3 separate regions of the Zea mays genome follow, and regions 2 and 3 are each linked to region 1. A link is a contact called in public Hi-C data. All regions are on one chromosome and are shown on one strand. Each heading gives the region's core, a stretch centred on a gene start, on an enhancer-like site or on the middle of the called end of the contact. The rest is flanking DNA. Distances are from core to core; before and after follow the strand shown.

Evidence for each region. Hi-C and Micro-C count contacts between places; a contact is called where the count stands out from the background.
Region 2: a contact with region 1 is called in a Hi-C map of leaf, with 10 times the contacts expected there. The contact joins the promoter of LOC109943983 here to the promoter of LOC100274342 in region 1. A contact is called at or near these places in 5 of 25 Hi-C or Micro-C datasets (ear, endosperm, leaf and 1 more) and 2 of 3 datasets of contacts at active chromatin or transcription factors (leaf and seedling).
Region 3: a Hi-C map of ear shows a contact between it and region 1, with 2.4 times the contacts expected there. The contact joins the promoter of LOC100191657 here to the promoter of LOC100274342 in region 1. A contact is called at or near these places in 2 of 25 Hi-C or Micro-C datasets (ear and leaf).

What each region holds. Positions count from the first base shown.
Region 1 is chr2:31,348,818-31,353,520 of Zm-B73-REFERENCE-NAM-5.0, forward strand. LOC100274342 (General transcription factor IIH subunit 2) reads left to right here and starts at 1,925. Exons shown (of 4, transcript NM_001148703.1): 1 at 1,925-2,265; 2 at 4,307-4,703. The coding sequence starts at 1,945.
Region 2 is chr2:31,206,579-31,210,807 of Zm-B73-REFERENCE-NAM-5.0, forward strand. LOC109943983 (DEAD-box ATP-dependent RNA helicase 30) reads right to left here and starts at 1,994. Exons shown (of 4, transcript XR_002267129.3): 1 at 1,693-1,994; 2 at 1,377-1,586; 3 at 1,134-1,246; 4 at 348-629. It also overlaps the pseudogene LOC103648522.
Region 3 is chr2:31,593,749-31,598,336 of Zm-B73-REFERENCE-NAM-5.0, forward strand. It overlaps LOC100191657, which reads right to left and starts at 2,359. Exons shown (of 15, transcript NM_001137086.1): 1 at 2,206-2,359; 2 at 2,015-2,058; 3 at 1,786-1,895; 4 at 958-995; 5 at 809-886; 6 at 642-695; 7 at 463-564; 8 at 280-365; 9 at 96-199. The coding sequence starts at 2,212.

The DNA of each region.
Region 1 (4,703 bases), core at 675-3,174:
TGTAATTTACACAAGCTGTGTCCTGTGTCTATAAATAGATGAATAGTAGCACTGTACTGTTCACGTTGACTTGTATTCGCTTGCACGTCACTCTCGAGCCTTTTACCTTCTGTCAAGCCGAAGGTATAAATGTAATTCGATATTGTTCATATTCATTCATGATAATATAATAAAAATGTCCTGATAATATCATATGATTATTCATGTTATTTTCCATGTCTCATATGTTTCTACTTTTATTATTATATGCTGAGATGATGAAGGTATGTCCTTCATAACCTTCGTCTGATGATCATTATATCCTAAGGGAGATAATGCTTCGAAGGACGAAGGTCTTTGACTATTAACGTTTTGTGTTGTCTTGTTCTTAACTCATAGCATTTGAGAACAAGTGACCAACAACCCCCCTCTAGGCGACTTTCAAAAATCGTCACACATCTCTTTTCTAAATTTACGCGCGTGTAGAGTAACGTGTTTGACTCATGTATGCCTTCCTTATTTTTTTTGCGCGCACAGATGTGGGGTTGGGGGGGGTGCACCCAACAGCCTGCTTAGGGTGTGGGTGGACGCGCTGGCCTGGACAAGTCACATAGGTGGTCGGGCGGGGCTTGCTCTAACTATTTGAAGCTCATGACTTCTAATATACCGACCTTATATATACACACACTAGCCAATTGCTCGTGTTTTGCTACGGTTGTTATTTACCTTATAAATAAGTATTGATATATGTATTCAAATATAATTATTGTTTATTTGTAAATATTAAGATACGCGTGGTCTGGTGGTTAGCCCCAAATTTCTGGAATAGAGAGGCATGGATTCGAGTGATCGTTTTGCACTATTTTTTGCACGTGGGGCCCACAGAGCACGACACCGAGGTAGGGCACGTGGGACGGGGCTAGAGTGTGAGCGCAGAGGGTGCCCACACTAGCACGCTAGTCGCACGTCAGCCACTATTCTCCATGAATCATGAAGGGAAACATGGACCTAAGGCTATCTGCAGCGGTCTTCTCTAAATTTCTCTCCATATATCACTTTTTTTTGTTACATCTTCAATATTTCAGCCCTTTAACTTTTCATCTCCCGCAGCGGTCTCTCCTATTTTCTCCCCTTGTAACTCACTACAACCATAAAATATTATTTCATATATTATTTTTTATCCACTATTAATTTTTCTTATATTAACAATTAGAGCCGAATCCAGATTACAGTAAAATAGAGAAGACGAGCGCACGCTACATTCAGTGGAAAAGAGAAGAGGACGGCACGCCCTTGCATCGTGGGAGGCACCGTAGACGTAGGGGCAGCGCTGCGGACTGCCGTGCGCCGTCATGTGTAAGGGGATGGGGCGCGACGCCCGGCAGCCGCTGCAGTTAGCCTAAAGTCGGCCTACACGTCTCCTCAACTTCAGCCGCCTGCTCAGTTGACAAGTTCAGAGCACTGTTTAAGTACTTTGTTGCTGAGCTGACGGAAGGAAGCAGAAATCAGATAACCACTGACTGGCAAATGTCGTCTGATGGTTGGTAGCACATGTTTCGTTGACCCATTTTCCATCAAGGATGGCATAGAGAGAAAAAAAACGAAGTGTAAACTCTTGAAGTCAGCACCACTTGCATTCTTATGTTTTGGTTGCTGTGTTCTAAACTATCTATTCAGATGTCTCCTGTATACATTTTCTTTACTCTGATATACCGGTATTTCTATATTCCGCTGCTTTTTTTTTTTTGCATTCCTCTATTTTGAATGCTCCTGTATCAAACAGATGCTTAGAAAATTGGTAAAAGGGGCTTAAGGCTCCTGTAAACCAAACCAAAAGCCCAGGAGCCCCAAACTGGAGGCACCAAGCACCCGCCTGGCCCATGTGCTGGTCCCCGAATCCCGACCTCGCCTCCAGTTCCACTCTTCCGGCGGCGTCGGCGGCCGCCCCTTCCCCACGCCCACACCATGTACGGCGTCGGCGGCGGCTTCAACGCGCCCTCCACCGCTGCCTCTCGGCGCCGCAACCCAGGCGACGAAGAGGAGGACGAGGAGGATGAGGGCGGTGAGGGCCGCGTCCTGGAGGCGTGGGAGCGCGCGTACGCGGACGAACGGTCGTGGGAGTCACTGCAGGAGGATGAGTCGGGCCTCCTCCGTCCCGTCGACACCAAGACCCTCGTCCACGCGCAGTACCGCCGGCGCCTCCTACTCCGGTCTGCCGCCGCCGCCGCTGCCCGCATCCAAAAGGGGCTCATCCGCTACCTCTACATCGTCATAGACCTCTCCCGGGTTCGTTCCCTTTGCTTCATGTTCTCTTTCGTTCGGCTTGCCACATCATCAAGCACCTGGCGAGCATATTTTTCTTCGAAGTCGGTTTGGTTGTTTTGGACCCGACAGACTGGTACAAATGCCGATCGTGCTAACTTGACACCGGCTTGTGATTGCGATCTCTTGTTCCGAGAGAGATGTGGCATTGCTTACGGCCTTACTTATGGGCTACACATTTGGTTCTTAAGTGTTCACTTACTTAAGGCATGAACGGAGCAGTGAATACTAGGACTGCCTTTTGCTAGTTTCGTATACCTGTAGGTTCATCTATAAGCTTGTGAAATGTTGTGAAGATGGTGCGGTGATGCCTGTCTGTGAGTAATCCTGGTTTATTTGTTTGTAGAGCGATGTAGGTGATATGATCTGATTGGTTGCCTTTAATGCCGTTTGTTTAGCCCCAAGCTGTGACCATTATCTTATTTGGCTTGTACATTCAGAGGGTGATGCTGTAATTGGAAGACACGAGGCCAATTTTAGAATCTAATGCTGATTTAGCAACTTTAAGATTGAGTCTTTGAGAGATCAATCATTTTATGTGAGGAAACAGTTTGTTAGATGGGTAAAAACGGTATTTTGGAAATTCTAAGATCTACCATGGTTTGTATCCATGGCCCATTGGCCAGGGCATAGGTATGGAGAACTCGAGACCTAATTCTCCACTAAATCCAGAAACCAATGCTACCTTAAGGTTATACGGTAAGAATTTCTGTACTGCAGAATAATAGACTCATGTCTATGAATCATGAAGGGAAACATGAACCCAGGTATTTGCAAATTGCAATTGTTAGTATTGCTGTTGGCAGCAATATTTTGTTTGGAGTTCAAGCCTACCACAACCAAGCAGTCCAAGTTCAATTTTATATGTGTGCACACCAATTGGATTGCTGAAACAAAATGTTGATGACACAATACTTGTTTGGAATTTTCATATATTGAGATTGGATTATCGTTTCATTTTATGCATGAGGTTCTTATCGGATGAATCCTGTTAAATTCTGAAATGTTTTAACTTTTAAGCATACTTTCTGATCTGGATACACTATGTATATTTGATATATGTCGGATAGAGTGAATGTCTCATGTCTCCCTCATCAAACAGACTATTTTTTTTTTCATCAGTTTGAAGGTGTTCCTGGGGAGGGTTATTGCTATTGCTGCCTGGATATGTCTGAAGATGCTTTTTTAATTGTTTCCCCACATCTGGGAAGTTAATTCTCTCTGTCAATCCTTGTATAGATTTCTGTAGAGAAGCAAATCACGTGCCATATGGTTTTGTTTTTACCATTGGCATGGCTTGCTCCAACAAAATCCTGACATCACAAGAAGTGCATGAACTATGGTTGCAGGAAAAGGTCTTTAACAATTACCACATAGTTGATCTATGGAACACTTCTATATGTAGACACAAAATATAGACTACTCTTGGAATTTAAAAATAAAAGGATGTTTTCATTTTTTTTGGTATTGATCCAGACCCTATGGATTTGCACAAATGAACAGTTAATCTTCACTGATGAATTAGGTAGATATGGAATTATTTGATACATGTTCATTTGACTTATGGTAACATTATTCCAGGACTTACTGCAAAGAGTCATCAGGATGTGATAATTTATTTTTGTTGTTAAAAATGTGCAAAGAATAATGTCTATTCAGCTGATTGTATATTTTATAATGTCAATTGAGATTTGAGAATGAAACAATCAAACACTGCTTTAACTAACATGGATTTTTTTTCTGATATGACAAAGCATACATTTTGATTTTTGTATTGTTTCGAAACTGCACATTTCTCGTAAAAAATATCTCTCTAACATCCTTGTCAATTGTTTTTTTCTCTGGTAATTTTATAACCTTATCTTTGAGCATGCATACATGTTTCAAGTTTATAAGATTGGCTTCCTCAGTTGTTTTTGTGGCAGCGAAGAATTGTTCTACTTCAAATAATCATTACACGCTCTTTGCACCTTTGCGTTCTCAAAATTGTTTTTTACTCATGTAGGCGGCTTCAGAGATGGATTATCGTCCTAGTCGAATGGCTGTTGTTGCAAAACATGCTGAGGCTTTCATAAGAGAATTCTTTGACCAGAATCCATTGAGCCATGTTGGCCTAGTGACAATTAAAGATGGTATTGCCCATCGACTTACAGAAATCGGAGGGAGCCCAGAGTCACAGATTAAGGCTTTGATGGGGAAGCTTGAGTGTTCTGGTGATTCATCCCTGCAGAATGCTCTAGACCTCGTACATGGTTATTTAGATCAAGTACCATCATATGGTCACAAGGAAGTTCTGATTTTATACTCTGCCCTGAATACATTTGATCCTGGTGATATCACGGAGACAATAGCAAAGTGTAAGAAGTCAAAAATTAGATGCTCTGTTATTGGTCTTGCTGCAG
Region 2 (4,229 bases), core at 744-3,243, 140 kb before region 1:
TTGCTAAAACGGTCTTCAGCGACCTACGGTTGGTCGCTAAAAACCTTTAGCGACCCATAAGGATGGTCGCTGTAAGTGCCGTCACTAAAGGCTTTAGCGACCGACATCTTTTTAGCGACCGACCGTCCATTGCTAATATTGTATATTTAGCGACCAACCGTGGGTTGTTGTACTATAGATTTAGCAACCAATCGTGAGTCGTTATACTATACATTTAGCAACCAACAAAAAGTTGCCCCTAGTTATAGTCGTTAATAATAATAATATACCATTAATTAATATTCAACAACTGTTATATATACAAAAGCATCACAAATCACCAATTTTTATACACATAATAACATAGATATACAAATTTAATTAGTATTGCACAATGATAGATCCACATCACATAAACCATCAATAAGCACCACAACAAAATCATTCACAAAACCTACACATGTTATTATGTTTTGTACATATTTGCAAACACCCTTTCATGGCACCGCATCGCCGACAGCTTCGGATTCTTGATCGCCAGATTCATCTTTCTTGGTGCTACGCTCCTGCTTCTGGTCAGGGCTAGCTCCGGCCTTGTCTTGCACTGACGACGTCATGAACCGCAGATTGTATCTCCGAAGACATTTTGGCTGGGATGGGAAGGAGGCATGAAAGCAAAAGGATTCCTAAGTTAGAGCATCTCCAATAGACTAGATATAAATCCTATCTAAATTTACAGTATCGAGAGCTATAAAAAAGATAGATAAGTTTTTAATGGTGTCATCACGACATCAAATGCGACATCGACTATAGATTATTTTTTTCCCATTGATCCTAGCAATATGGAGCAGACACGATTGTCTGGAAAGATATGCAGATCCCTGTGTAACCATCACAAGTATCATTATGTAACTAGATGCATCCACTTCCAGATAACATTGGCAAAAGTCGATCGACTAGGAGTACCAGTGGACAATTTGTCTTCAAAAAGTGAACACTGACAGCATCTTTGGACATCAATATAATACATCAAACGTATATGCACTACAAAGTAGTTCAAACATATATATGAACATGTAACTGCAAATGTAAACATATAACTTTGCACCGCACAAAAGAAACTAGCAGACCCTGTTGGCAGTCAGATTACGCACATATGCGCAGCAAATTCTGGTAACAGAGAAATCTGGTAACTTCCAATCGAGTTATCTGCCTGACTGCCTCTTGTTCCACCCTGCCTGGGAGAATTGAGGAACTCGACGCATCTCTGCAGGTGGAAAAGGTGAATTGCTGGAAAAAGGTGAATTGCTGAAAACTGGAACCCGTTGACGCGTGAGAGAGAGGAAGAGTAGCAGTACTGCTAGCTAGCCGTGGCGATGGACGACGGTGATGGTTACCTGAACACCTCGCTGTCACTGTACCCCACGACGCCACCAGCGATAGCCGCAGCCGCCTCGCCAGGCCGGTCCGGTAGCCGTGCGGAGGTAGTAGCCACAGTCCGCCTCGCCAGGCCGCTCCGGTAGCCGTGCGTCCGCCTCCTGCCCCGCCCCCAGCTCCCCGTCCTCCCCTTCCCCACCGCCGTCCAGCCCCCGCGCTAAGCAACGGCCCTGCAAAAGCCACACGTTCTCGTACCACGCGGTTACCAGAGATCCGCGCGGCCGTACGCCCGGCCGGAGATCTGAACGAAACAAAAAAACGTTAAGCAGGCAGCACCTTCGAGGCCGGTGTCCGGGCTTGCAGTGCCACCCTCTCCTCCTGCTGCTACAGCGGCGACGGCCTGCTCAGCGTGCGGCGGCTCCATGGCGTCGCGGCGTCGCGGGGGCGGGGAGGGAACAGGGAAGCTCGGCGATCGGTCGGGCGATCGGAGTGGGAGGAGGAGATCGGGGGGGCCTGGGGCGGTAGAGAGAGAAGAGAGAGAAAGGGGGAGGGAGAAGGAGTGGCGGAGGCTTGGGAGAGGGAGCAGGGTAGTGGCGGCTAGGGTTGGGGACATGGCCGGTATGGGCCTGGTGGGCCGGCTGATTAGGTTAGGTTAGTTTTTTTTATTTCTTTTCTAATTCCTCTCTAATTTCAAAATATAATTTTAAATAACCATAAAATTTATAACAATTAACTAAAAACTATTTATAACAATTATATTATTAATTTACTAGGATTTTCAAGAAATGTTTATTAAATATCCAAAAAATCAATTATAAATAAAAAATCATTCCAAAGGTAAATAAATAACAAGCACTTTTTTTAAATTACTCAAAAATTCATAAAAAGCTAGAAAACTGTTCACCCCTTGTTTATAAACCTTTGTCTCCCTAGAAAAACATTCACTTGTGATCCATGATTTATCCATACTCTTTATGTAGGATTTGAAACGACTTTCAACTCGAATCTAATATCATATAAGCACAAAGAACATAGTTGCATACTATAGTCATGTCCATACATAAACAAACCATGAAATAAACATACAAGCAATATAAAAAAGAAATAAATCACCACACAATTTAGCGATCAATGTTTACTTGTTTTAATTAATTTTTAGTCACTAACATCTATAGGGGTACGTTCAGGCTATAAGATTTGATAGTTATCATTGCTCTATAGCGACCCACCGCTAGTCCCCGATGACATCTATAGCGACCAACCATAAGTTGTTAAATTTCTTAACTTTTAGCGACCAACCGACCGTTGCTACAAAAAGATTTAGCAACTGACCGTCGGTCCCTAACCTTTAGCAACCAACAGTTGGTACCTAATAAGGGTCGCTAAAGATCAACCGTCGTGTAGTGATGTGAGACTACTTGGGTTATTTAGATAAAATCATTAGTCTCACTATTCTAGTTATAGAGATAGTTTTTCTTTTTATAAGTGTCCTAAGGATTTGAATTCCTTACATGACACCTTATCCTTTTAAGAATTTGAAATATCTCTCTATATCTAGAATCATGGCAATAATAAAACAACTTAGTGAAAAACATGCCATGAGATACTTGCAACATTTTAAAGCATGTAGATTGCCATAGGATGGAAATGATGAGTATGCAATCTACCATATGAGAGGAAATTCTTCAAAGAATGGTAATATAAATTTAAAGATGTTTGAAGTGCTTCAATTTTTCTATGTGACTACACAAGACACATAAGAAATGATATTCTAAAATATTTGCACTTAAAAGATAAGTGTTACCATCCTTTGGCTTTCCTCCATGTTGTAGGCCTTGATTTTTCGCACATGATATTTCTTCATTTCCTACAACATATAATATCTTCCTCGAGATGATATGAGCATTAGACATAATAAATTGAAATAACTTTGGGTCAATCTTGGATATATAGATTATTGAAGATTGATAGCTTGAGTTATTGAGTATTGAATGGACTCTCTCAAGCACCCCAAAGCTTCATATCATCTCCTTCTCCTGGAAAGCTTGTCAAGCATATTTTGGTACCCATCGCTTGATGGGTCCATCACGGTTAGTCAACAAAGATCTAGGAACCCAAAAGTCCTTTGTGTTAGCACTAGGTAAACTCATTACCTTTCTAGCACAAGTTGCAATTTTGGGTTGCCTAGTTACATGAAAATTAATTGACAAGCTAGGAGTGGGGTTGTTACCAATGAGACAATCTTTGCATTGGTGTCCCTTCTTTCAGCATATGTAGCATAGGCGATCTTCAGGCCTCGAAGATTTCTTCCTTCCTTGTTTCTTGCTTGCTACATGGTTAGTGAATGTTTTCTTTTCTAACCCTATGCCTCTTTGTTTTAAATGGGGACAAGATCTAAGTAAGTGTCCCTTCTTGGAGCATTTAAAACAAAGTCTATCATCCTTGTTAATAATCAAGCCATTTTTAATGTAGGGACATGACCTAATCAAGTGCCCCTTTTCAAAGCATTCACTACACCTCTTAATGTGAAGTGTGGCTTGACCATTACCTTGGAAGTTACCTTTTGTGGAGGCGTGGTTAAGGCTTTTGGAGGAGGTATTGAATTTCATCTTTCGTTTCTCCCTCTTGACAATCCTCAAGTCCTTGACATTTTCTTCAAGGGATGTAGTGCATACCACGGTTGTTCCCGTCTCAAGCTTCTTCACCATGTGATCACGGTTATCTTGAGAAGGTTGAGCAATGCACTTCCCTTTTAGTTGTGTCAAGCTCATTTTTAGCCTCTCATTCTCTTCTTTGAGCTTTTGATATGTATCATCTTTTGTTCCTGCAAATTCTAGCTCAAAAGAAGATTTGCTTGTCGACGGACAACAAGC
Region 3 (4,588 bases), core at 1,109-3,608, 250 kb after region 1:
GTATGTATGTATACAGAGCCATCATAGAGAAGGGTCCTTTGTAGTCTTTGAGCCAACAACAGAATGCTTAAAGATCAAAGGATAATGATCCCTACCTGCCGTCATACTTCTTGAGGATTGTATTCTTGGTGCTGAGATAAAGAGGCCACTTTTTTGAAAGAGCCATAGCCATGGAGGACTCAGCGAAAGCCCTAATAGACTAAATAGAGATAGGAAGTTAGAATACCAGTCAAGAGAAGATAGCAATTAGCAACAAGTCCTATTGATGTTCTACAATACCTCGTCGACATTGTACATTGATAATGCCACACCAGGTCCCTTAAAATCATAAACATCCAGCTCCATAGGGTCAGCTCCATCAGGCACTGATTTTTCAGTAGCAACAAAGAGCATATTAGAAAATTACCACAGCATATGCTGCAGATCATTACAGGACAAAAATAGTTGTCAACTGGATCTCACCAAATACCATCTTGAGCTTTCCTGGACCATTAATAATCATATCAGTAGCTCGATACTGGTCACCAAAGGCGTGCCTTCCTATGCAAATAGGTTTCTTCCAACCTAAAGAATGAAATCTCATAATTTGGCAACTTTATTATTTGTTGCATTGAACGCACCATACTGTACTATTTACTTACCAGAAAGGATTCTTGGGATGTTTTTACACAAGATGGGCTCACGAAAAACAGTCCCTGCCAAGGGATGGATGCTAAAATTTAGCTATCAAAGATCAAGGACATTTCATATAATTTTCCAGTACGTTAAACCTTAGATTTCTAGAAATAAGAAAGAGCAGAGAGTGAACCATTTAGAATATTCCTTATTGTGCCATTTGGACTCCGCCACATAGACTTGAGTTTAAACTCTTTTACTCGAGTCTCGTCTGCATAAAAAATGCACATTAATGCCCAAATGTATAATTGAACATGGGAAACCATAGTTGAAGGGACTTACCAGGCGTAATTGTTGCACACTTAACAGCAACATTATACCTGTTGAGACACAAAACAGGATCTTATCAATGCAAAAATGTGTACAAAATGGTTTTACACAAGCGAATGAAGTTCACGGAAGGTGCAGCATGATTCTAAGACGATCTATAATAAATATTTTGTGTCATGATACTCGAAAGCGAATGAAGTTCACGGAAGGTGCAGCATGATTCTAAGACGATCTATAATAAATATTTAGCTCCAGGACACTAAGAATGTAAATCATGATCACCAGAACAATAGTAGAAGAGTGGACGATTTAATATTTAATAACCAACCAAATATTTCTAGTGACTGGGTACTGGATCGCACCATTACACCAGTATGTATTACTAGAAATGAGTACAGCAACCCTGTTACAGAATGAATTGGAAACCAAAAACATTTTGGTCTCCTAGTATTGCCAAAAGGCAAGGACTTATCTACCAACTGCCACAAAGAAAATGCACACCACTGTAGATATTTGATAGACTCTTCATGGAAAGCTATCAGGAAAAAGGAATCCAGGAACTTTAAACCCAACACCTTAATGTTAGTGCTTAACCTTCTAATAAGTGGAGGGTAATTGTCATGCATGCATAGTATTTACATGCTATGAACAATCATCCATGATTAGGCAATATGAATGAAGAAATAACGATTGTCAAGCCAACTAGATTATTATGCCCCATGAAAAGCCCTCCAACCTTGTTCCTAGATGCTTTGGCGACAAAGTTGGCGATAAGAACAATAATTGGCTTAACATTAGCCCAATCGGGACCCGAGTGTACAAAACAGAATTATGACTTACTTCAATGTAGCCTCGGCACTCTCGACGGTGACCTCATCATTGGTGGCATCGCGATTGAGAATTCCAAGATCGTAGTACTTCACATCCAACTCCAGGTATGGGAAGATGAGCTACACACAGTTCAACCCCATTTCATCCCGCTCGCATCAGCAAACCATCAAGTGATCAAATTATAGGTTACGTACTATGGATCTAAAACAGCAGAAAACAATATATAAATTCCACAGACCTTATCCTTTATCATCTTCCAGATGACCCGCGTCATCTCATCCCCTGAAAACAAAACAACCAAAGCAGTCCAGTCATCAGCTCATCCACACGCCTACGCCCACGCGAAACGAAAGAGAAGAGAGGCGGGAGGCTCATCCACACACCTACACCCACGCGAAACGAAAGGGGAGATGCGGGAGGCCGACGTACCGTCCATCTCGACGATGGGGTTCTGCACCTTGATGCGGCTCTGCTCGGCCACAGCGGCGGCGGCGGCGGCATAGCAGCGGAGCGAGGCGCCGCGGAGCACGCGGCTGCTCCCGGGGACATGGAGGCGCGCAGGAAGCAGGGAAGGAAGGCGGCCGCCGCTGGCGGGGTTTAAGGGGATCAGTGCTTTGGCCACCGCAGCGGAACCGGAGACGGAAGCACGAGCCATGGTGGTGGGGGCGGAGAGGAGGCAACGGGGCAGGAGCAGGTTGCGCATCCCACGTGCGGAGCGCGTGAAGGAGCACGCGGCGCGTATGAGGCGCGCCGGTGAGGGGGAGGGGACGAGGAGGCCGAGGCGGGGGCCGGCGCGGGCGAGAGGAGCGTGTCTGCGTGTGGCGTGGCGACTGGCAGGTGGCAGCGCTGGTTCAGCCGGAAGGGAGAAAACGTGCCCGACCCTACAGTTCTGGCACGTCGAGCGTCGCGTTACTGGTGCGGTAGCGACTGCAGTTCGGCTCGAGGTCACCAATCCGGGTTCCGGAGTATCACTGAGTAGTGAGTATTTTTTAGAAAAGCGAATATTATTAATATTCCAGTTTCTGTAGCGGTTGATACATTCGACTGTCAAACTCACAAACATGGGTTCTACATTGGAACGAAATCTCACATTCTACAAGGATTTCATAAATTTAAGCTTTCAAACTATGCTCTCAATCTATGAGTAGTGAGTATATATTGCCAACTTTTTTGCAATTTGGCCCTTTTTATGTTTTTTTGCACAATTATGCCCCTGGCAGTTTCATTTCAAAAAATGGACCCTTAGCTCGGCGTCGTCATCATTGGCGCCGAGCTTCTGTGTGCCGGCGCCAATAATATTGGCGCCTGTCTGCCTGACGTGGAGGCTTGGCTGGCAGTGACGTGTCAGGGGGTCGGCGCCATAGATCTTGGCGCCGACCCCCGTGTCGGCGGCGGTACACGTGTCAGGGGGTTCGGCGCCATAGATCTTGGCGCCGACCCCCTGTATTCAACGTGGGAGACAAAATTATGTCCCAAAATTTTGAACTCACGCCGCCCCCACTGGACCCCGCGTCGCCCTCCGTCGCCGGATCCCCGCGCCGCCCTCCGTCCTCCCCCGGCCCGCGCTACTCCACGGTCGGCGCTCCACCACCGGCCGGCGCCGCCCCGCCCGACCCGGCAGCCCCGCCCCGCCCCACAAGCGCCGCCGCCGCCCCGACCCTCGGTCGCGCCCGCATAGGTAAATTTTATATGGTTTTTGTTATTGTGTAAGCATTTTGTGTTAATTATGTTAGATTGTATTGCTATGATTTGTTGTTTTTTGAATGTAATGAATGTTAGTTATTGTGATAAATGCTGATTTGATTGAATATTATGAATGTGAGTCAAATGTGCATGTTTTTTATCCTCCCCGTGCAGGGGAGGTGCTGTCAAAATTTGCAATTATTATATATGAGTAATTTATAAGGTGGTTAGTATATTAGTGGGTGGTGGTTATATTTATACTTATTTAGGTAGTAATTAGTGGTTTGTGGTTAGGTAATAACCATCCACAGTTTATATTAAATGTTTAATTGGTGTTTCAAATAGATGGACAATTTTTTGAGCTTGTATCATGGAGGCAATGTGGAACAAGATCCTTATGGAAATGCCAAGTTCATTGATATGCGACACGTGCCGGTACTATTCGATGGTAGACCCTCCTTGAGAGATGTGTTTACAAAGGCTAAACAAAAGTTAGGTTACCATGAAGCTGATGACATTGCGGTTGACGGAGTGCTTAATATTGGTCATCCACTAAATGTCATAAGACGAGTCATCCCAGTTGATTGTCAACTGGATTGGGATAATTATATTACTTCGGCTATGAAGACCCATTTGCAACTCATGGAGGTTGTGGTGCGTCCGGTTGTAGTAGACCGTCCCCCTGAAGACTTTGATCGTGCTATCGATGACGTGTCAACTGTTCCTGATGCTCAATCTGGCCCCAATTTGATCCCATTAAGTCAGCCAGGAGATGGTCTGCAGACAGATTTAGCTGCGTGTATCCCTTTGGCACAAACCAATTGCAGTAAGTCTTATTGGCATTACATCTTCATTTTGGACCATGAACACTTTGCTCATTCCATTTGACGTGGGACTGATCATCTTGTACATGTTGCAGGAGAGACTCCTACTCTTGTGGTTGATCCTCAGACCGAGGCACGTGGCTGCTTCGGTGATGGTTTTATTGCCTCCAACAGTCCTGAGTTTAGGAATGAAGAGGAGCCATATGCCTTTGCTATGGCTGCCGATTCAGATGATGATCGCTCGGTTGGTGAACTCACAGAGAGTGACATTGAGATGTTGCAACGTGTTTTTCCAGACGGTCGGG